Regions from separate parts of the Mus musculus genome. Here all the other regions are linked to region 4. Evidence: chromatin contacts called from public promoter capture Hi-C data. All regions are on one chromosome and are shown on one strand. Each heading gives the region's core, a stretch centred on a gene start, on an enhancer-like site or on the middle of the called end of the contact. The rest is flanking DNA. Distances are from core to core; before and after follow the strand shown. Region 1 has its middle 5.2 kb from the start of Nup93. Region 2 holds the start of Mt1 (metallothionein 1). Region 3 holds the start of Fto (fat mass and obesity associated). Region 4 holds the start of Ces1a (carboxylesterase 1A).

Region 1 (5,879 bases), core at 2,317-4,816, 1.2 Mb after region 4:
TCTTATAAGAATACCTACTCTGTGTGGAGCTAACTTCCTACTGAATGTGGTGGTGCATGGCTGTGATCCCAGAACTCAGAAGGACAAGGAGAGAGGATTAAATGTAAGACCAGATGGAGTTATACACATTCACACACACACACACACACACACACACACACACACACACACGCGCGCGCGTATATATTCATTCATTCCATAAGTTCTGTTCCTTTAGAGTACCCTGGCTAATACATTTTATTTCGTTTTTTGAGACAGGGTCTCTGTGGCCCCAGAGGGCATGGAACTCATTATGTAGACTAAGTTGGACCCTCTGCCTCTGTCTCTGTCTCTTGAGTGCCAGGATTAAAGGCTTATAAAACTATGCCTTGTGGAATGCCAGGGCCAGGAAGCTGGAGTGGGTGGGTTGGTGAGCAGAGGGTGGGGGGAGGGGATGGGGGTTTTCCGAGGGGAAACCAGGAAAGGGGATAACATTTGAAATGTAAATAAAGAAAGTATCTTAAAAAAACAAAACAAAACTATGCTTTGCAGAAGCGATTACTTTTCTTCCTCCTCTCCCTCCTCCTCCTCTCCTTCCTCCTGTTCCTCCTCCCCTTCCCCCTTCTTCTTCAAGGCAGGGTCTAATGTTGTAGTCCCAGGCTGGCCCTGAACTCCTGGCAGTCCTACTGCCTCAGCCTCCTAAATGCTGGATTTATAGAATTAAGTTCTTTGATTTCTGAGTACAGTGATGGCTACAGTCTAGCCCTGTTTTGTTTTTTGTTGTTTTTTCCTTTGCTTCTTGGAGATACTTTCCTTTTGTCATTTTTCCCCCTTGAAACATCAGCTGCAAATAGTCAACCACAACATAGCCCACAACATAGCCCACAACATAGCCCACAACATAGCCCACAACATAGCCCACAACATAGCCCACAACATAGCCCACAACATAGCCCACAACATAGCCCACAACATAGCCCACAACATAGCCCACAACATAGCCCACAACATAGCCCACAACATAGCCCACAACATAGCCCACAACATAGCCCACAACATAGCCAGGTGGGCCTCAAAACAGACAGCTCTGTGGAAAGAACACAATTGAAAATGGAGGGTAATTTGAGCCAATCAAGAAGGCAGAGTCCCCTGGAGATAAAAGTTTCCACAAAACCCAAAATCACATCTCCCAAGCTCCCTTGGTTCATGTTTTACCCACAGATGAGCCTTCCTGTCGGGGAAACAACATTTTTCCCCCCAAATCTGGAATAATGAAAAGAGAGAGAGGGAGAGAGAGAGAGAGAGAGAGAGAGAGAGAGAAAGGCTCCAAGCCTTGTCAATCTAGTTCATGTTTCTTTTTGGCAGATTCAGCATCAGTGACAAATTGCCCAATCTGACATAAACAAAGTTGACAGACATTGGCAGAGTGTCTCTACACAGCAGCAAAGGAGACATGTGTGGGATGATCGGGTTCCCTCCCCTCCCCCATTTTTTCTTTTCCAACCAACCATCAATATATTTAATAACAAATAAAACAACTAGATATTTGGAAGAAAAAAAAAAAAACCCTACCCTTCACAGCGCTGTTCAAATCCCAGCAACCACCTGGTGGCTCACAACCATCTGTAATGGGATCTGACACCCTCTTAAGGCGTGTCTGAAGACAGCTACAGTGTACTTAGGTATAAAACAATAAATAGATTTTTTTTAAGAATGCATGTAAATTCTATTGCCTCATTTGATGATCTTTGCAGTGTCAGCAGGGCCTTGGGCAGACTGGGAAGGCACACAACCCCTGCCTGAGCTATGGCCTTAGCCCAAGTCTATACTGAACTGGATTTTTTTTTAAAGACTTATTTATTTTATTTACATGGATACACTGTCGCTGTCTTCAGACCCAGCAGAAGAGGGCATCGGATCCCATTACAGATGGTTGTGAGCCACCAGGTGGTTGCTGGGAATTGAACTTGGAACCTCTGGAAGAGCAGTCAGTGCTCTTACCCGCTGAGTCCTCTCTCCAGCCCGATGAACCAGATTTTACTGAGAAACAATTTCATGCCATAAAACGCACGAATCCTACCATGCAGCTCAGTACAGTTTTGCATATGTGGACTGCTGTACGCGCATGCTCACCACAAGGCTCTCTTCATCACATCAACATTTCTAGGAAAGACTATTCCCAACCCTTTCACTGCAGACCAGCGAGGTGTGTTCCTCAGCTTGATGTAACTGGGGTCTCACATTATTGCTCTTATACGTCTGGCTCTGGGCCGACAGCGGTTTAGGAGACCCACCAGGCAGCAATCTGTATAGCCATGCCACCGTCCACACACCCCTTCAGTTCTTGTTGATGGACCATGGAAAACTAGCTGTTTCCAGTTTTGAGTTGTTATGAATAAAGCTGCTATGTACATTTTGATAGAAGCATTTCTGTGTAAACACATTCCCGTGCCCCTGTCTCTTAGGTAAGTAAATATGTAGTGGCAGAATGGCTGGGTCTTGGGTGGTAATGTACATACGTACTTACGTGCGTGCGTGCGTGCGTGCGTGTGTGTGTGTGTGTGTTTAAGAGGTTGCTAGTTTTCTGGAGCTAGCTATTTCTGTACAATTTTCTGTTCCCTCTGGAAAAGAATGAGAAAGGCAGTTCTCTGACTCATACTTGTTGCCTTTGAACTGTGGCGGCCTCTGTTGTGCCGGGGTATTAGCGTTAGTATAAGGTAAGAGTCGGTGTGTTGGGATTAATACAGGACACATGGCCCTGGTCTCCATTGACTCATTCTTCTGCAATGAGCTCAACATATGGCCTTGAAGAAACGTAAACCCCCCGTTTGCCTGCTTTTACAGCACTGGTGAAATGAGACCATTACTGATGCCACTCCCCAACAGCCACTGTATGTGTTGCACGAGGACAATTCTTGTAGAGGCCTCTCGTCCCAGAACATTGCACAGAGTTGGTGCTCAATTGTTGATTCCTATGGTATTTATCGACTTGCAGACTCTTGGGTCTGCTCTTTAACAGATCCCAGTTGGAGAGAACAGCTTTAGGTATCTTAGGCTCTGTCAGGTTTGACAGCATCCGAAGATGTGATTTGCATTATGGAGTAGGGACTGTCAGCTCTCTTCAACCAGACACAGCCTTCCTTCTTCTCTTTAGGCTAAGTCTGCACTAAGGATGGCAAATCGTAGGTATGGAAAGACCTGAGTCAATCAACCAGACACGCACCTTACTGCTGGACTGCTAATAGTTGAGCAAGCAAGGTTCCTCAGTGATTCAACTGATTATCCCAAACTCAAATGTCCTAGGCAGTATGGCCTGCTCCTAACAGCCTTCCACTGAGGCCGGACTTGCTCTTGGCATCCTTCACACCAGCTTCCTGGCATGCCTGCTGCCTTGCCAGGAGCTCCTGCTCCAGCAGAAGCCAATTTGCCATCCTTGATAATGTCGAATCACCTTTTGTACAAGTTGAAATTAAACCCATGCAGAGGGCAAAGCTGGTGCCTTCCCTTCTAAGCTTTTAATGTCTCTTGGAGAATACGGCTGATGGCTCAGCCGCCGATCACAAAGCTTTATGTAATTTGCTGCCACCCACTATGAAATCATTTCTGGCAGCAGCAGCTTGAGATAGGAGAGCAATCGGTGTGGTGGGGGAGGTGTCTGTCTGTCCTTTACAAAGTATTTCTAGCTTTGTACTCCATAAGGGGCTTAGTACATAATGGGGGGTGGCGGGATAGCAAAACGGGAAATCAGAATTGCGGACTTCGAACAGTGGGGGCGGGGGGGGGGCGGGGAGGCGGCGTTCGATGAGTTTTGGGTCACCAAAAACGATTTCAAACTCCACAGCTATTTTATTGAAGTGTAATGAATAATATATTCATGGCGAAATGCACAGATCTTAAATGTGCAGCTTAATACATTTTTAAAAAGTGAATACCCCCATGTGCTCGGCAGCCAGATTAAGAGGCAGAACATTTTCAGATCTGAGAAGATTCCTCCTTCCCTTCCCAGCCAACTCCCCCTTTCCACTCCAAAATAGACACCATCCTGACATCCATCACCACAGATTAGCAATTAGCTTTGCCTGGTGTGAACTCTATGCTAATGGAATCTTCCGTTTGTGTCTTCATTCTTTTCCTTCACATTCTGTGAGACTCCTGCATGAGGTCTAGTCCAGTCTGGTCTGCATAGGGAGCACCAAGCCAGCCAGGGCTCTATAGTGAGGTCATGTCTAAATGATAAAGACATTTTGCTCTTAGAAACATTTGTAAAAGCTAGCTTCAAAAACAAAGTTGTTGTTTTGTTTTTGTTTTTTTTTAAATCAAGAAATTATTTGTTTCTGCTTATTCTCTAAGGCTTTTTGGTGAACTGGGAAATAGAGTCTTTTTTTTTTTTTTTTTTTTTTTTTTTTTCAAGACAGAGTTTTTCTGTATAGCCTTGGCTGTCCTGGAACTCACTTTGTAGACCAGGCTGGCCTCGAACTCAGAGATCTTCCTGCCTCTGCCTCCCAAGTGCTGGGATTAAAGGCATGTGCCACCACTGCCCAACTGGGAAATGGAACCCTAAAGGGTCTTAAACAGAGCAAGAGTTCACTTAAGTAACTGTTTATGTTAGGGTTTTGTTTGTTTGCTTGTTTTGTTGTTTGTTTTCTGATACAGAGTTTCACCATGTAAGTCAGGCTGGCCTGGAACTCCAGGAGCTTCACCTGTCTCTGCCTCCCAAGTACCGGGATTAAAGGTATGGGCCACTCCAAACAGCTTTATGTATGGTAATTTTAGTACACTTAACGCCCTCTGTATCTGTGACTAAAGACTAATGTAAAGCTGCGAATCTGAACTCTAAATATTATGCAAAACTTTACACAGTGAAACCTTTGGGCATGCAAGTTTAGCAAATACAAAATGTCCTCTATTGTACAACAGGCACTGCACCACGACTTACAATATATCAAGTAGTGAATAAAAGTGTGACATTTCTGTCATTTGCGATCAGCATCATTCAGATGGTAAGTGGCCCTTTTCATAGTCCTTTTAAAACCTGGTTGTGGTGGTTTGAATAAAAATTCCCCCCACGGGCTCCCATAGACTGAACCACCAATCAAGGAGCATGCATGGGCTGGACCTAGGCACCATGGCACAAACGTACTAGAAGTGCAGCTTAGTTTTCATGTGGGTCCTCCAACAACTGGAGCAGGGGGCTGTCTCTGACTCTGTTGTCTGCCTGTGGATCCTATTCCCGTAACTGGGCTGCCTTTTCTGGACTCAGTGGGAGAGAATGTGCCCAATCCTGCAGTGACTTGATGTGCCTGGGTGGGTTGGTACCCAGGGGAGCCTCCCCCTTCTCAGAGGAGAAGGGGATGTAAGGAAAGGCTGTGTAAAGTGGGGGCTGGGGAAAGAGGGGAGGCTGCCATCAGGATATAAGGGGAATAAATTAATTAATGAAAAAAAATGGCCCCCATAGACTCATAGGGAGTGGCATTATTGGAGGTATGGTATGTTGAAGCAGGTGTGGCCGAGTTGGAGGAAGTGTGTCACTTGAGGTGGGCTTTGCCGTGTCAGAAGCTCAAGACTAGTCCGTTGTCATTTTTTTCTTCCTGCTGTCTGCCAATCCAGATGTAGAACTCCTGCACGCTGCCATCCTTCCCAATATGACTACAATGGACTGAACCTCTGAACTATAAGCCAGCCCCAGTTAAATGGTTTCCTTTATAAGGGTTGTCATGGTTACAGTAGCTCTTCATATAAATAAAACCCTAACCAAGACACTGGCCAACATCTGCTTGCTTTGACTAAATGAGTCTTACTATTGTAAATTTGAGGCGCACCGGTCACTACTCTCCTTCCCTACACAGGCAAAAGAAAGGTCTGAAGTATTGATTTTTGTCATTTCTATAGATCAGCAGGTC
Region 2 (5,668 bases), core at 2,804-5,303, 1.1 Mb after region 4:
ATGCCCCCTGGCTATTTGTTGAGGTAATGCGATTTGGTCTTCAATCAAAGGGAAAGAGGAGTTTCTCCAGAAGTCAGGACCAAGCTTGCTCTTGGGCTTTCTCTGTGAAGAGTAAATTTACAAGACAGCCTGTATTTCTCATTGCCAGGAAGTCCTAGTTCACAGCCCACTTTCTCTCTTACTGGTCATGTAGCCTGGACAAGTCACTGAACCTCTGACATAGCCTGTTGTTATATCCCAGACTGAACCCCTCTTTCTTTTCTTTCTTTTTTTTTTTTGTTGTTGTTGTTTTGTTGTTGTTTTTTGATTTTTGGTTTTTGTTTTTTTGGAGACAGGGTTTCTCTGTGTAGCCCTGGCTGTCCTGGAACTCACTCTGTAGACCAGGCCAGCCTCGAACTTAGAAATCCACCTGCCTCCCAATTGCTGGGGTTAAAGACATGCACCACCACTTCCCGACCAGACTGAACCCCTCAGATGCTGATCTGTCACTCAGCTAAAATCTAGATGCTGATAACCACATGTCCTCCAAATACACGGGCAACCAAGCCCAGACCTGGTGGGGTTTTTGTTTGTTTGTTTGTTTTTTCAAGACAGGGTTTCTCTGTGTAGTCCTGGCTGCCCTGGAACTCACTCTGTAGACCAGGCTGGCCTCACACTCAGAAATCTGCCTGCCTCTGCCTTCTGAGTGCTGTGATTAAAGGCGTGCGCCACCATGCCCGGCCAGACCTGGTGTTTTGAGAACTTTCTTGGTTGAGTGCAGTTTGGGAATTTGGCCTCATGTGTCCCTTGTTGACACCATTCATACAGTGCTGGCTTTGAGGTGGTACTGAGCTCAGGTGCGTGAGAATGTAACCTTGGAGATTTCCCTCATTGTCTCCAAACAGAGCTAATAAACAACAAACAAATACCCTAATCAAGAGTCTTGTGTGTCCAGTGCTGGGGGTGGGGAGGTGGGGGAGTGTCCAGTGTAATGGGGGGTCTAAGGGATGAATGTTGGGACCTCGCTTAGTCCCTGAATGCCTTGAAACCACGTGAATGACAGTTACACTTTAGCTTCTCAATTCAAACGTTAGATGTTGGGCTGGGAATTGGCATTGTGGTGAGAACTTAGCCTTCTGCATGAGGCTCTGGGGTTCATCTCTAGAACCATTAAAAAAAGCAACGTGGGTCTGGGAATGTAGCTCAGTGGTACAACCCTCACCTAACATGCACAAACCCCGGCCTTCAGTCCCCAGTACGGTGTAAGCAAGGTTTGGTGGCACACATCTGTAATTCTAACACTCAAGAGTCGGAGGCAGGAGGATCAGAGGTTCAAGGACTATAGCAAGTTTAAGGCCTTGGCCACATGTAACGTCGTCTCAAAAAAGAAGTCACACACAAAACACTTTGGGTATTGTGATACACACACACACACCTGTATCCTAGCAACTTGGGAAGCTGAAACAGAAGAGTGTCTCAAGTTCAAGGCCAGACCAGGCTGTTCAGTGAGCTACAGCCCATTGTGAATTACAGAGTGGCACCCCTGGAAAAGGAGAAGAAGAAGGGGAGGAGGAGAAACTGGGGCCTGGTGACATACCTCTATTATCCTGTCTACTCTCCCGACACTGAGGCAGGGGGAGGATTTCCAGCTCAGTCTAGCTACAGAGCACAGTTTTTGTTTTTGTTTTTTTTAAGTTTGATCCTTTATTTCATGTATGCATGTACACCGTCAATGTCTTCAGATGCACCAGAAGAGGGCATCTGATCCCATTACAGATGGTTATGAGCCACCATGTAGTTGCTGGGAATTGAACTCAGGACCTCTGGAAGAGCAGTCAGTGCTCTTAACCACTGAGCCATCTCTCCAGCCCTACAGAGCACATTTAAAGTCAGCCCGAACAACTTAGTGAGACCCTCTTTCAAAATAAAAGACTGTAAAGGACTGGAGGCAAAACTCAGGTGCAGAATGCTTGCCTGGTGATCAGGAAGCCTTGGGTTCAATCCTCACTGAAAAAAAGGGGAAAAAAATCATATTATGCAAGAGGTCTAAAGGCCCAAGAATCTGTTACAGATCTCAGTTTTGGCAATAGACAATAAAACATAACAAACTGATAAAACAAGCAAAAACACCAACTATATGTGGTCCAGCAGAAACATCTCCGTATGCATCCAGAAAACAAGGAAGAGGCAGAATAAAGGACTTGGGCATCTTTGTGCCAGAGCACACCTCAGCCTGACTTGTACCCTAGGAGCCAGCAGTCCCTGCCTTTGCAGAATCACTGATGTCTCTGACGTGAGATCTCTGCTTAGGAGTTGCCCTTGAGTGCTTGGAATTTGTCTCTAGCCCAGGCTGAAATCCTCTGCTCTTTCCAAGCCCAGTCCTTAGCTACTTAAAACCAGTAAATTCATGAGATCTGGAGAGAACTGACCAACATTAGTCAAGCAAGAATTCTGGTTTTTTTGTTTGTTTGTTTGGTTTTGGTTTTTGGTTTTTCGAGACAGGGTTTCTCTATATAGCCCTAGCTGTCCTGGAACTCACTTTGTTGACCAGGCTGGCCTCGAACTCAGAAATCCGCCTGCCTCTGCCTCCTGAGTGCTGGGATCAAAGGCGTGCGCCACCAACACCCGGCTTGTTTTTTTTTTTTTTTTTTAATCTTTAATCACTTCCTTATTAACTTTTGAAATAGGATCTCATTTGTGTGGCCCTGGCTGGCCTTGAATTTTGCAGAGATCATCTGCCTCTGACTTCTAAGAGCTGAGATTAAAGAGCTACCCTAAGGCAAGAATTTAACTGTATAGATAAAGACTCAGTTCCAAATGAAGGTTTTTTTTTGGATCTTCCCACGCAGAGGGTATTGCTGTGTTGTCTCCTCCAAGAGGAAATATCCGGAGGAAGGAGAAACGCCCTGGGTAATATTATACTACCAAACCAGTGGGTTGATAATAGAAAGACACTTGTATCTAAACCACCATGAAGGAGGAGGAAGAGGAGGAGGGGGGAGGAGGAGAAAAAGGAAGAAGAGAGGAGAAAGAAGGGGAGAAGAACGGAGAAGAGGAGGAAGAAGAGGAGGAAGAGGGAGAGGGGGAAGAGGAGGGGGAAGTGTGTGTGTGGGGGGGGGGAGTGTCATAGCCCAGCACCTGGTGCCTTCTCTGCCTACAGATGAACTTTGTACAGAATCACAGCAAGAGAACGTGGGACAAATACAGGAGCGTTAGTGCCAGGCAGTGCTGGTTCACAGCCGTTGTACTACTGACTGGATATATGGCCTGGGCAAGTCACTGAACCTCTGAATCCTCTGTCCTTGTGTGTAAATAGAATTTGCATCTCTCTATAGGTATTAAATGAGAAATTGGTTTAACTCCTGGTTCTGGCATAATAGACATATTGCTGGTGGTGGTTCTACCACAGTTAAGCAAAAACCTGCCCAAAGTCGTATAGCTCAGAAGTGATGGTATGCATGAGCCAACAGTGTAGCTGTTCTCTTGCCCAGGACACAAGGCCTGCCTGACAGCAGACTCTAATGTTACTCAAAATCAGAAGCATTAAAAAAAAAAGAAAGAAAGAAATAGCTGACTTTATTTTTTTTATCTAATGCAGTCCCCACCTAAAATGATCTCTCTGGAGGGAGGGTACCTTGGTTTTTAAAACCAGCCTGGAGTAGAGCAGATGGGTTAAGGTGAGTGACCCCTCAGCCCTGGACATTCTTAGATGAGCCCCCTCAGGAGTAGAGAATAATGTTGAGATGAGTTCTGTTGGCTAAAATAATCAAGGCTAGTCTTTATAAAACTGTCTCCTCTTCTCCTAGCTTCGATCCAGAGAGAGACCTGGGCGGAGCTGGTCGCTGCTCAGGAACTCCAGGAAAGGAGAAGCTGAGGTTACCACGCTGCGAATGGGTTTACGGAGATAGCTGGCTTTCCGGGGTGAGTTCTCGTAAACTCCAGAGCAGCGATAGGCCGTAATATCGGGGAAAGCACTATAGGGACATGATGTTCCACACGTCACATGGGTCGTCCTATCCGAGCCAGTCGTGCCAAAGGGGCGGTCCCGCTGTGCACACTGGCGCTCCAGGGAGCTCTGCACTCCGCCCGAAAAGTGCGCTCGGCTCTGCCAAGGACGCGGGGCGCGTGACTATGCGTGGGCTGGAGCAACCGCCTGCTGGGTGCAAACCCTTTGCGCCCGGACTCGTCCAACGACTATAAAGAGGGCAGGCTGTCCTCTAAGCGTCACCACGACTTCAACGTCCTGAGTACCTTCTCCTCACTTACTCCGTAGCTCCAGCTTCACCAGATCTCGGAATGGACCCCAACTGCTCCTGCTCCACCGGTAAGACTCCCGATCCTTGGTCTTTAGAATACCAAGTTGGGACCGCAGAGCGGAATCCCCGAGTTGTAGAGGCTTGGCGGGAATAGGCACCTTTAGTTGGCGATTCATTCCGGTTCTTTCTAGAATCCGCTCTTGCAAAAGCCTTCATTAGTTACGAGTATTGTCGAACGGGTCCTTTGGCGGGGTTGGGGCTAGGATTTAGACGCGCAAATGTCCGGTTCCTGATCACCCAGTTAGTGGGGACATCTGGGTTGAGTCCCAGGCATTACTAAACTTACTGTGAATTGCTTGAATTAAGAAAGAGGTGAAGGACCTTTATGTCTTGGGACTCAAAGACATAATCCCTGACTTAACCTGTGAGGAGAAAAGTGGGGCTAGGCTCCCTGCAGCTCCGAGGAGGACTTAGTGAACTGAGCCGGGACTCGTGGTGTTGGCCACTGCTGTAATGCTGCCTCCCTCATGCTGTCTTCTTTCTCCTCCCCAGGCGGCTCCTGCACTTGCACCAGCTCCTGCGCCTGCAAGAACTGCAAGTGCACCTCCTGCAAGAAGAGTGAGTTGGGACACCTTGGGTGGCGGCTAAGGCTAGGGGCGGGGAACTCCTACAAAACTGGCTCTGAGAAATGTCCTTTGCTTCCCGGAGGCCATTGTATTGTCTCGGGGACAGAACTATACAGAGAACTATTTAAAAAAACCGAGGTCTTCTCTGTTGGGGACAGGAAGCAGAGGTCTTCAGCCAGGCTGACCTCTTCCTCCTCCTTTCTAGGCTGCTGCTCCTGCTGTCCCGTGGGCTGCTCCAAATGTGCCCAGGGCTGTGTCTGCAAAGGCGCCGCGGACAAGTGCACGTGCTGTGCCTGATGTGACGAACAGCGCTGCCACCACGTGTAAATAGTATCGGACCAACCCAGCGTCTTCCTATACAGTTCCACCCTGTTTACTAAACCCCCGTTTTCTACCGAGTACGTGAATAATAAAAGCCTGTTTGAGTCTAACTCTGGTTTTCTTGGTGTGGTTTGGCAATAAGAAACTGGGGTGACTTGATAGTCTGGGGATCTGGTTTTGGACCCCCTCGTGCCTTTACCTCCCGCCTCTGGCCCTCACAGAGGGGTAATGTCTTTGGGTAAAGCCAAGCTATCCCATAAGCTTCCTCATGGAAAACAGCTGTGTGCCTGGTCAGGTCTTGTGTTAGGGGAAGGGAGGGAGGGAGGGTGGTCCTGGAAGACTTGATGTCCCATCCTGGAAGCACAGAAAATCTTATCATTTATATTCTCTTTGGATTCTGGTTTCCTCTCACATTGTTGGGTATAAGGAGGTGGGTATGAAAATTAACATAGGGTGTCTCGTATGCTAGGCAGGGACTAACACTGA
Region 3 (5,647 bases), core at 839-3,338, 1.7 Mb before region 4:
AGCAGCATTTATTAAACAGTCACTTGAATGGATAAAGGGATTGAATTGGATTTCAGTGTCTGAAATTTGAAGACGTGGCTACGTATATGTGCATGAAGAGTCTCTCTTAGAGAGAGGGCCTGGAACTTTGATTGGAACTCATGATGGGCTGAGAACCACTGCTAGGGGCAAATATCTGAAAGAATGTCTGCAGAAGTTGATGCTAACACATATTGTTCACTGTGCTTACAGTGTGCGTAAGCAATGGCTACTCAAATGGTTCCTGAGATACAAACAGAAGCTAAGACAAGCTAGCTCAATTGCTCAAGGTCATTAGATACAAACAGAAGCTAAGACAAGCTAGCTCAATTGCTCAAGGTCATTAATGCAGGAGTTAGTTGTTTGGTGATATTTCTGGTTATCATGACCGAGAAGAAAATTGTTACTGGTCTGATGTAGGTAGATGGCACAGTGAATTCTCCCTCTTTGCTATGATCCACTTACAACCTTCCCTGCTTTCCTCACATATGGCATGCTTTTATCTTGCTCCTAAGGCTCTTCTGTCTCCTCATACTTCAGAGCTCAGTCCAACTGACCTTTCCTTAGAGTTTCCCTTACTGTTCTGTGTTAATTTTCTTCCTGGTTTCTAACTTTTCTTTTTCAAGGGAAGCCCAGGCTGTCTAGGCTGACATGAAATTCACCAAGAACACTAAACATACTGGCCTCAAATTCTCTATTTTTTCCTTGTGTTTTTTTTTTCTTTAAAAAATGGGGGGGGGGGTCATCTCACTATATAAACTTGGCTGGAATTCAAAGATCTCCCTGCCTCTACTTCCAGAGTGTTACGATTAAAGTCGGGTGTCACCATGCCCTGAGTAGACTCTGAATTTGTCCTGAGTGTGCCACCACCCTGCTGTGGCTTATTGCTTACAGCAACAGCCTTTGTCATTATCCCAGAGTTGTATCGTAATTCATTGTCATGTCATGCATTTTTAACCTAGTATATTTTCACACCTATATCATAGTTTCTTGCTTATATCTGTCCCCTACCACTCCCCCCCCCATCTCTCTAGCTTCCTCTCACTGGTCTCCTTCCTCCCCCAAATAGTTCCTCTTCTGCTATCTGATGTCACATAGTAGACATTAACGCTATCATTTATTGAATGAATGAATGAATGAATGAATGCCAGGCACTGAGTTTAAACAAAGTCTCTGCCCTGTAATGGCTTTAACAGACTATGGGAGTAGTCAGATGAGAAACAGTAATAAAGAATAAAAGATAGGCCACTAGAAACTGATTGTGGTGGTGGGAACTTGAGGCAAGACCTATTATTGATTGAATTTGAGACGAGCATGGGCTAAAAAGGCTAGTTTAAGGCCAGCCTAGGATGCATAGGGAGACCCCCTTTTAAAAACTAATCGACAATCAGCAGCAGCAGCAACAACAACAACAGTAACAAGCCAACAACAACAACAGTAACAAGCCTCTTGGGAGGCTTAGGTTCTACCATCCAAGCCCAGTTTCTGGGAAACAGAGTGAAATGTGACTGGGACCTTTGAGTTGTAGGACTTAGGGTTGCCAATTCTTATCAGCTGCGTTTCTGGCTGGGCGGGCGGTCAGGGCGAGTCAGATGCAGGCCTGCGGATGTGGAGGTGTGTCGGGATGGACTGCTTTCCACGCAAGAATCCCAGGTCTATCCTGGGCTTCGAACAGACTCCAGGCTCAGTTGTGAGGCCGCGGAAGAGCCAGCCAACCTGCATTAGCCCCCACCTCACAGAGTACTCACCTCCGCGTTCGCCCTCAGCTAGCTACCGGTTGCTATAGCGCCCAGGGCGCGAGCCTCTGCAGGCCCAGAGGAGCACGGGAAAACAGTGAGTCCCGTTACCCACTGGGAAATGTAGTTCTCCGTAGGGTGCGGGCCGTCGGCGGGTCGCGTAGCGGACTACGCTAGCCCTGCTAGCTGACTGGAGAAATTCAGCTCCGGAGCCCAAGGAGTACTCGGGAGTCTCGCGCAGCATTCTGGGAAGGGTAGTTCTTCTAGGTATTAGAGCAAATGGCTCCAGGCGGGAGAGAGCCGTTGAGAGAACTACACACAGGAGGCGGGGTCCAGGGCGAGGGGGAACACGGCCCACGGTGGCGAAGGCGGCTTTAGTAGCAGCATGAAGCGCGTCCAGACCGCGGAGGAACGAGAGCGGGAAGCTAAGGTATGTGGGGCTCCGGGCGTCTGGGATTCTGTGTTAGTCCCGGGCTAGAGGCAGGGGACCCGCAGACCCGCTGGGATGGCTGAGTGGATGCTCGGCGTTAAGCCAAGGGGTGTCAGGGCCTTGTTTGCAAGAGACCTGCAGACGTGGTGTGAGTGTGCGCGCGCACGTCTGTGCTGTGAATTCATATTGCTCTGGATGCAGATCTGGATACAGTTAGTCTTGGTCAGAAATGAAAAGATAGACATCTATGTCCCTGTCCTGCTTCTGTCCCTATTCCTTGGTTATATTTGTAGCCACTCTCGAGCCTCAGTTTACCAGTTTACCACCTGTGTGTTTTCAGCTCGAGCGCAGCTGAGCCACAGATTTAGTATGGTGACATGTTTTTATTTGGAGCATTGCCTCAATGGCCAGATGACTTGTCTGCGTGGTCAGCACATCAGATACGCTTTACATAGCTTCTGTGGGTAGTACATTCCTGGACTCCGTCCTTGCTGTTCAGCTTTCTGACAGTGGACACTCCTTGGGATGACAGTAACAGCAACGGCGACTTATTTGCAGCATTTTTTTTTTTTTGTATCAGACACCTACATTAAATGCATAATTATTTCATATCATTGCAGCAGATGGCAAGACAGATATTACATAGGTAGAGTATAAACAGTCCGTTATGAAGATGAGCACTGGAAGCTCAATATTTTCCTTTTCCCCCATCCCCAAAGTTGGGACCTATTGATTTGTTCTAACTTATCAGCATTCAGTCCCCCTCAGTGGACACAACAGATTCTGCCCATCTTAAAAGTCTCTCTTGTCTGTAGCTCATTTGGCCAAAGGCCCTTGGCTATGCCGTTTGGTGCTTATTCTATGGTAGGTAAATACTGGCAGCGAGGATCAGTAGGAAATAAAACAGGTACAGTACTTGCTGTCGTAGAATTTTGTCTTGTAAGATTCCTAAGTCAGTTAGGAATCTAAGGGTTTTGGGTCTTGGGTGTAATGGCCTGAGTTATGTATTTTACAGACATGGACACGGAGTCTGGCAGAAGTTGGCCTTTGCTCAGGGCCTTTTGTTTCCTAGGTGGCATTAGGGATCAGGAGCTGCCCCTCTCTAATCTCCTAGCTCCATTTCTAGTCTCTTTGTGAAAGACATTGAAGTACTGGCTGATGCGAAGCACAGGTAGTTGTGTTAAGTCCTAGACAATGTCTCAGTAATCGTAAGTGATTGCTTGACTTTCTGTTCAGCTAAGTTAAGGCCCAGTGTATAGAGAGAATCTTGCAGTCATTTGTTGTGAACAATTTGATAAGTTTTGACTGTACGTATATGCAAAATGTTCCAGTTGCATAGAGGGCATGGCTCTTTTAAAAAGTTATTTCTTTACAGCCGATTTCTTTATTTTACCCCCAGGCAGTCATGCGATCAGTCATGATTGTTGAATCTATGCTTTCTAGAGTTTTTCATCTAAGCCGAAGCAGACAGCATATACCCGGATGCCGTTTTTACTGATCACAGTAATTTTTGAGACCTATACGTGTTAACGCACATGTTATCAATTGTTCCGTTTCTGTGGCTGAGTGGTAGTGCACTTTGTGTGATTCCACTTATTCATTCACTCACCTGTGGCTGGGCATTTGGATTCTTACAGGTTGGAGGCTAACAAGGAAAACAGCCATGGAAAAATCCTGTATCTTTATTTACACTGCGTAATGCGTCCATTTGCCATTTCCCAAAGTATTTCACCTCTGTGTCTAGGCAATTTGTTTGTTTGTTTGTTTGTTTGTTTGCTTGCTAGGGCCACCTTTGATGGATATTGTATGTGTGTGTGTGTCTGTCATCTGTGTACGTCTGTATGCATGTATGCAGGTGCATGTGCTGGTGTGTGTCTGTCAAGATGAAAGCTCCACACTGAGTTTCTTTTTCAGTTGCTTTTCACCTTATTTTGGGACAGGAGCTCTCCTGGAACTCAGAGCTCACTCACCGAGCTGCTCACTCACTGAGCTAGGCTTGCTTCTCAGCAAGCCCTGGAGATCTTCCTATCTTCACCTTTGCTGAGCTGGCATTTCAGGCCTGCACTGCACTTGGCTTTTTACATGGGGCTGGCGATCCACACTCAGGTCCTCTCGATTGTGGCAAGCACGTCATTAACTGGGCCATCTCTAGCCCCAGAACATTACCATATAAATAGAATCATGTATATGTGACCTTTCTGTTTGGCTGCTTTCACTCACCATACGTGTTCATCCATGCCGAGGTTCGTAGATCTTATAACACTTATCCATGCTTCCCATTACCCAGTAGATGACATTCCTATTTCTGGACACACCACTTTTTTTTATATTTGTTTGTTTATTTACTTACTATTCTTTTCTGTTGCTGTGATAGAACACCACAACTAAAAGCCAGCAGGGGAGGAAAGTGTTTATGTTATCTTCACTGTCTTGTGATAATTCATCATTGAGGAAAGCCAAGGCAAGAACTCTTGGGAGGAACTGTAGCAGAAACCCTGGAAGAACATTGCTTACTGGCTTGCCCTTTTTGATAGTGTCCAGGACCATGTGCCCAGGGTGGCACCACCCACAGTGGGCTGGGTCCTCCCATATCAATCATGGATTAATTATCCACATACCCACTGGCCAATCTGCTGGAGGCAGTTCCTTAATTTAGATCCCCAGGTAACTGTAGTTGTGTCAAGGAAATGTAATGCTATGTGAGCAATTTGACTTTTTTTTTTTTTTTGGCTGTCATAAAAAATGATACCCTAAACAGTTGCAGCCTAGTTTCTGTATGGACAGGGTAGAGGTCTGGTAGTAGAGCTGCTCGTCACATTATAAGACTATGCTCAATATTTTGAGAAACTGCCACTCTTTGCCACACAAGCTGCGCTCCCCCACATTGCTCATAGAGACTTTGAGGGTTAGGATTTCTTCAAGTCCTTGTCATAGCTTGCTACTGTTTGTCTTTTCATTGTAGCCTTCATGGTGACCAGGAGGGAGTAGTTCATTGTGGTCTTCATTTGTATTTCCCTGATGACCAATGATATTATATATTATCGTATACTTCACGAACATGTGGGTATTCTTTTTTTTTCTTGTGTGTATGTGTGTGTGGTGTGTATGGGTGTGTTTGCATGCATGTATGGACATAAATGGTAGTGATGCATGCTTATGCATGCTCATTGTGTAGAGGACTGAGGTAGATGTGGGGAGTCGTCCCTGGCCATGCTTTATTAGTCCTGAGACTAGAGGCAGAACCCTAGCACTCCTACCTAGCACTTACCTGGCCTCTGAGAATATCTTCAGCACCAAGCCATCTCCCAAGCCCCATGTGAAGTGTGTGTTCACATTTTTTTAAACCATTTTTATTGTTGTTGTTAGCTTATTAAGTTTTATGAGTTCTTCATATTTCCTAGGTATATTTATTGCCTTGGCTTCTTAATAAGCTAGGATTACAGTCCTGAGCCAGTGTGTTAAG
Region 4 (5,709 bases), core at 1,206-3,705:
AGGCTCAAACTCAGGAAAGACAATCCACGCTTATTGCAGGACAGCTTAGGACTTCCATGCCATTTGAAGCAGTTCATTAGCAAGACTTGTTAGAATGGTTATTACCCCAGTGTCCTCTGCCAAACTGTGTCTTATTCATTTCTGCCATCTGAATCCAGAACCAGTGTTTGGCCATCAGAGCCCTGGCAACCCTCGCTATGTCTAGGATTCTGTCTTCTTTCTGTCCCCAAGGCACTGTGGCAGATTTGAAAGGGAATGTAAGGCAAAATGAGAATGGACGAATCTGGAATGGCACATTGTTTTGCTGCTGGTTACCCCAGCAACCTCACCTCAACCCATCTTCAGGAAGTCCATTCAGGATTCTCTCCATCCCTCAGTGTCCTCATCTGTAATGTGGCTATGCTAGTGCCTACTTAGCTAGGCTTCTTTGAGAAGGATTATAAAGTACTTGGAATACACATCTGGTGCACAGTAAATGCCCCATATGAATACCCCCATTTGATAAGTAATCTTTTATTTCTTTTTATATTTTCTCATCTCAATGGTCCACTTTCCACCTTCTGGCTACTCATTTCTACCCACTTCAGGTGGCAGGAAAGCATCACTGAGCTAACATGGACCACAGCTAGTGATCTTGGCTCAGAGGTAGCTCTCACACTCTTCCAGCCCCTTCTCCATGTCTCCCTGGACTTCCATGGTGCTTTGTTTGCCCTTCCTCCTGTGACCACTCTAGTGTGTTGTTCTCAGTTGGGACTGTTTCCAGTGCTTGGAGTAGACCCTGATTTGTTTTGCAATATGGTTTCCTAAAAGACCTTCCAGGGCTATTGGCTGTTCTCTTTGGTAAGACCATTTTTGAATCATTATTTATTTCTGACCACACACTTGAGTGGAGATGTTGACAAAGTGTCTGTACTCAGTGGCAACAGTTGGTGAATGAGAGAATAGAATCACGTTCTGAGAGGGATGCTCTGAGATACTGATGCCCTGAAGCCACACAGGAGAACATATGATCCATGACCATGATCAAGAATGCCAATGCCCTTCAGCATCAGGACAGATGGTCAGTCTGGCTTTGTATAGAGCCAAACAAAGGAGGACCAAGACAGGGACGAAGCTGTAGGGAGTTAGGGAAGAACTGTATGTGCCACAAGAATGGAGCTCGCAGGCTAGCCTGGCTGGGATGACCATGTTAAGAACTGCCAGGAGAATATTCTTGACTCCAGAATGGTCCCTGTTCTTTACTTGACCATTAAGCAAACCTCAGTCCTTTATCTAGGGATTTGAGAGTCTCCACATCATGCACCTGTACATTTCAGACCCCCCCCCAGTTCCCATGGTCTCTACTTAGCAGTATTTGTAGCCCATTTATTCTTCCCAGCCAGAACTTGTACCTTGGTATCTGAATCTCTGAACTCTGCTTTTTCACGTATGCAATTCCTTTCCATCTCCCCTCATTTACTTATTCATTCCCTCAGTACAAGTCCCAGCCCCCCCTGGTGATGTGAAGGCCTTAATCCCTCCTCCAACTCCTTGCAGCTCCTTTCTGTTCCCTCTCTCATCTAGGTGTGTCTGTGGTCCTTCTCCTACAATGACAGGCTCCTGAGTCTAAGGTGTGCCTCTTAATCACCTTCTCATACAACATACAGTTCATACCAATATCTCTTGGGGACTGAGGAACAAATTATCTTCTTAGTAGCATTTGGCTCTTAACATGTTGGCTTGACCATATTTCAAATTTTTATTAATATACCCATTAAAGATATCACCCCTTTACGTCCATCCATATATTGTGCTTCTAGACCAGACACTATGCTAAGAGCTACAAAACAACCACCTATGCCACCCTCAGTACAGCCCAGTAAGGAAGGCTCTATTGCTTTCCATTTTCCAGATTCATCACCCAGACACTGCAAAGTTGAAGTGTCTTTCCCAAAGTCATGGGGATCAGAAGAGCTGAACTAGACTCTAGCCTTGTGCCCTGGCTCCTGACTCAATGCTGTTAAAACTCTGCTGAGCCTCTTTTTATGTCTACCCAGAGATAGAGTAAGATCTGGGAGATAGCTAGGGCCTCTCATGCTAGCTCAATGACTTCTTAGCACCTGCAGCTGCAGTATCACCATGGTTTTCTTTCCCTGGATCTCTGTGATGGGAGGAGCTTGCTGGGTTCCTTTGCTCCAAGCCCATTTTGAAATCATGCTGGTGATCTCTGATACAGAATGGAACCTGGCCTCTCTTCTCTTCATACGCATTTACACTCCCATTTGCCCTGGCTTAGGAGCTTCAAAAGAGCTCCAAGTGTTTGTGTTTTGGAAGAACTTACCCAAAGCCATGCAAGTGTTGAGGGAAGCCAGGGCCAGAGCAAAGAGCCACATGCTGGAAGGCCAGTTGCTTTGGGGCCCTGTGACGAGATCTTGGTGCTCTTCTGAAGGGCTTTGTATAACCTGTCTTAGATGGTGAGGCCTTGTTACCACATCCATCCATGTGTGGTCCAGTGGCCTAATCATGAGATGACAAGGTGCTCTGCCTGCTCCACAGAGCTCCCAGGAGTCTGATGGCAACCCAAGCCATACATAGCCTTAGTTCAAGCTCTTATAATTGGTTCCAGACTCAACTATCAGATTACATATGATCTCAAACAACAACATCTTACATAAGCTCTTTCCCGTGGCACTCTAACCTCCGTCCACCTTGAGCTTCCCAAAGGCATGCACAGCAAATGGCATCTTCAGGCAGGGCTAAGCTTTGGTCTGAGACCCTCAGAAAGGGCTGGAAATTTTAGAGCAATGCTCAGCTCCACAGCTGCTGTCTGGGGAGTTTAGAACATATCTACAACTTCCCTCAGATAGTGGCTCAGAAATTCTGTGTTCTCAAGTCTGCAAGTGAAGTTAAATTGTGAGTAGTTCTCTTTCTGATGCTTAAAGTAGGTTCCCAATGCTCCTACCAAGTGGCCAAGCCATCTGCCATCCACCTCTAGACTCGGAGAGCTCACTACTTTTAAATATGTTTGGGAGAAAAATTTCTGTGCTAAATCAACTCCATCTCTCCACAGTATCCATCATTTATTGGACGTTTGCCAAAATGTATTTTTCTCCACAGTAAAATAAAATGCCAAGATTTGAAATTAGAAACTCGTGGGAGTTGAGTCACTGATGTTTGTGAAACACATCTTCTCACCTTTCCCTACTTCTACATATTCCCGAGAAATCAGGGAACCCACTTGATGATACTGGTTTCTAATTTTTGTTTTAAGGCAGGGTTTCATCCATAGCTGGCCTTGATCTTCTGATTCTCCTGTTTCTACTTCCTAGGTACTGAGATTACAAACTCATACCACCATACTGAGATTACAAACTCATACCACCATACTGAGGTTTTGTTCCTAATCTGTTTTTGTGTTAAGGCCTCTAGTCTTGTCTGGATCTGCACCATCTCAGCCACACCAGCAGCCTCCCTGGATCTGTGAAGAAAAATATGTTCCTTTGTTCCTGTGCTTCCCTCTGCTGGACACTGGGAAATACTAAGGTCAATGGGACTTTATGGTGTTAGTTCTGGTTGATATCATGGAACAAGTGTGTGTGGGGGAGCTTTTTCAGAAAACAAAATTAAATAAAATTCTACTGTGGTGGAAAATAGAACAAGTTGTTGCTTAATGAACTGAAGAAGCCTGTTAGGGACATGTGTCTGCAGGATTTAGGAGTGACTGAAAGGGCCTGGCCTTGGACTCACCTTATCTCCTGAAAATGTGGGGACACCTTAAATCATATTGAAAGATGAAGGTAACATTTTAAAAGTTGTTAGTCCCAGAAGTAACTGGAAACAGCAGGACCCAGGCACCCAGGAAGTCCACCCGACCATTAGCACAGGTTGCTTCTGGTTTTTAGCCAGTGCCCTAAGCAGACCTTGGGCACAAACTCCACAGCCAGTCCCACAACACCCAGAGGAAGCTCTACTCCCAGGTGCTATAACATGTTCAGGAACACAGGATCACAGGATCAGAGGCTCCTAGGAACTTGATTACACCAGGATCTCAGGGTCCCAGAGGCAGCTTGACTCCCAGGAGCTCTGACACACCCAGGATCTCAGGATCCCAGGATCCCAGAATTATAGGATCCCAAAGACAACTGAACTTTGAGGAGTTCTGACACAACCAGGATCACAGGAAGGACAGGCTCCAGTCAGATATAGCCAGGCAGGTAGCACTAGAGATAACCAGATGGCAGGAGGCAAGCATAAGAACATAAGCAACAGAAACCAAGGTTTCTTGGCATCACCAGAACCCAATTCTCCCACCATAGCAAGTCCTGGATACACCATCACAGTGGAAAAGCAAGATTCGGATCTAAAAATCATTTCTCATAATGATGATAGAGGACATTAAGAAGGACATAAATAACTCCCTTAAAGAAATACAGGAGAACACAGGTAAACAGCTAAAAGTCTCTAAAGAGGAAACCCAAAAATTCCTTAAAGAATTACAGGAAATCACAATCAAACAGGTGAAGGAAACAAACAAAACCATCCAAGATCTAAAAATGGAAATAGAAACAATATATAAATCACAAAGAGAGACAACCCTGGAGTTAGAAAACCTAGGAAAGAGATCAGGAGTCATAGATGTCAACATCACCAACAGAATACAAGAGATAGAAGAGAGAATCTCAAGTGCAGAAGATACCATTAAAAAAAAAACCAAACCAAAACAAACAAACAAACAAAAAAAAAAACCATTGACAACAGTCAAAGAAAATACAAAAAGCAAAAAACCCCAACCCAAAACATCCAGAAAATTAAGGGCAAAATGAGAAGACCAAACCTAAGGATAGTAGGTATAAATGAGCACGAAGATTCCCAACTTAAAAGGCAAGTAAATATCTTCAACAAAATTATAGAAGAAAACTTCCCTAATCTAAAGAAAGAGATGCCCATGAATATAAAGGAAGCCTACAGAACTCCAAATAGACTGGACCAGAAAAGAAATTCCTCTTGCCACATAATAATTAAAACACCAAATGCACTAAACAAAGAAAGAATATTAAAAGCAGTATGGGAAAAAGGTCAAGTAACATATAAAGGCAGACATTAGAATTACACCAGACTTCTCACCAGAGACTATGAAAGCTAGAAAATCCTGGGCAGATGTCATACAAACCCTAAGAGAACACAAATGCCAGCCCAGGCTGCTATACCCAGCAAAATGCTCAATTATCATAGGCAGAGAAAACAAGTTATTCCATGACAAAACCAAATTTACACAATATCTTTCCATAAATTCAGCCCTACAAAGGATGACAGATGGAAAACACCAACACAGTGAGGAAAAATTATATCCCCGTGCACATTATTTAAATCACATTTTTATTTTAAAAAACTAGACATAATAATGTCTAGGTCAGGTGAAAAGGATCCACTTATTGGCACATACCATGATCCTGTTCAGATATTTAATATGGGGGAAAGGGGGTAATGCTTCTGTTTTTTCCACAGAATGCTACAAGAGCATGCTAGCTTCCAATGTGACAGGCTGACCTGTGACCTGTGAGTGCACTAACACTGGTGACCAGAAAGCTGTATTGAGTGCACAGAGTAGGAAAAAATCGGAGAGCAGCCACTTGCAAACAGATGAAGAAACTTCCTATCTCCGCCATGGGCTGCAGCAAGGAGTGCCAACCTGGGGCCAACTTAAAATAAAAACAACTAAAAAAGCTGACT

Evidence for each region. Promoter capture Hi-C pulls out the DNA fragments that hold promoters and counts their contacts.
Region 1: a promoter capture Hi-C map of hippocampal neurons shows a contact between it and region 4, with 4 times the contacts expected there. The contact joins the enhancer-like site here to the promoter of Ces1a in region 4. A contact is called at or near these places in 9 of 39 promoter capture datasets (the 3T3-L1 cell line, 3T3-L1-derived adipocytes, cranial neural crest and 5 more), 5 of 484 Hi-C or Micro-C datasets (cerebellar granule neurons, cerebellum, embryonic stem cells and 2 more), 1 of 115 datasets of contacts at active chromatin or transcription factors (embryonic stem cells) and 1 of 9 other capture datasets (embryonic stem cells).
Region 2: a promoter capture Hi-C map of hippocampal neurons shows a contact between it and region 4, with 2.5 times the contacts expected there. The contact joins the promoter of Mt1 here to the promoter of Ces1a in region 4. A contact is called at or near these places in 4 of 39 promoter capture datasets (the 3T3-L1 cell line, embryonic stem cells, hippocampal neurons and 1 more), 1 of 484 Hi-C or Micro-C datasets (palatal mesenchyme), 2 of 115 datasets of contacts at active chromatin or transcription factors (embryonic forebrain and embryonic midbrain) and 1 of 9 other capture datasets (embryonic stem cells).
Region 3: a promoter capture Hi-C map of hippocampal neurons shows a contact between it and region 4, with 2.7 times the contacts expected there. The contact joins the promoter of Fto here to the promoter of Ces1a in region 4. A contact is called at or near these places in 2 of 39 promoter capture datasets (the 3T3-L1 cell line and hippocampal neurons) and 1 of 115 datasets of contacts at active chromatin or transcription factors (embryonic stem cells).

Annotation. Positions count from the first base shown.
Region 1 is chr8:94,206,380-94,212,258 of GRCm38.p6, forward strand. No RefSeq gene overlaps it. Among named protein-coding and RNA genes, the nearest start is that of Nup93, 5.2 kb to the right of the region's middle. Within about 2 kb of position 3,567, at least 20 of the 459 cell types and tissues checked have an H3K27ac peak or open chromatin away from gene starts, as enhancers often do. A contact at or near this core is called in cerebellar granule neurons and hippocampal neurons, where this site is marked.
Region 2 is chr8:94,175,036-94,180,703 of GRCm38.p6, forward strand. Mt1 (metallothionein 1) reads left to right here and starts at 4,054. Exons shown (of 3, transcript NM_013602.3): 1 at 4,054-4,303; 2 at 4,788-4,853; 3 at 5,067-5,292. The coding sequence starts at 4,276. The coding sequence ends at 5,158.
Region 3 is chr8:91,311,437-91,317,083 of GRCm38.p6, forward strand. It overlaps Fto (fat mass and obesity associated), which reads left to right and starts at 2,089. Exons shown (of 9, transcript NM_011936.2): 1 at 2,089-2,184. The coding sequence starts at 2,140. It overlaps Rpgrip1l (Rpgrip1-like), which reads right to left and starts at 1,786. Exons shown (of 26, transcript NM_173431.2): 1 at 1,767-1,786.
Region 4 is chr8:93,045,737-93,051,445 of GRCm38.p6, forward strand. It overlaps Ces1a (carboxylesterase 1A), which reads right to left and starts at 2,456. Exons shown (of 14, transcript NM_001013764.2): 1 at 2,321-2,456. The coding sequence starts at 2,372.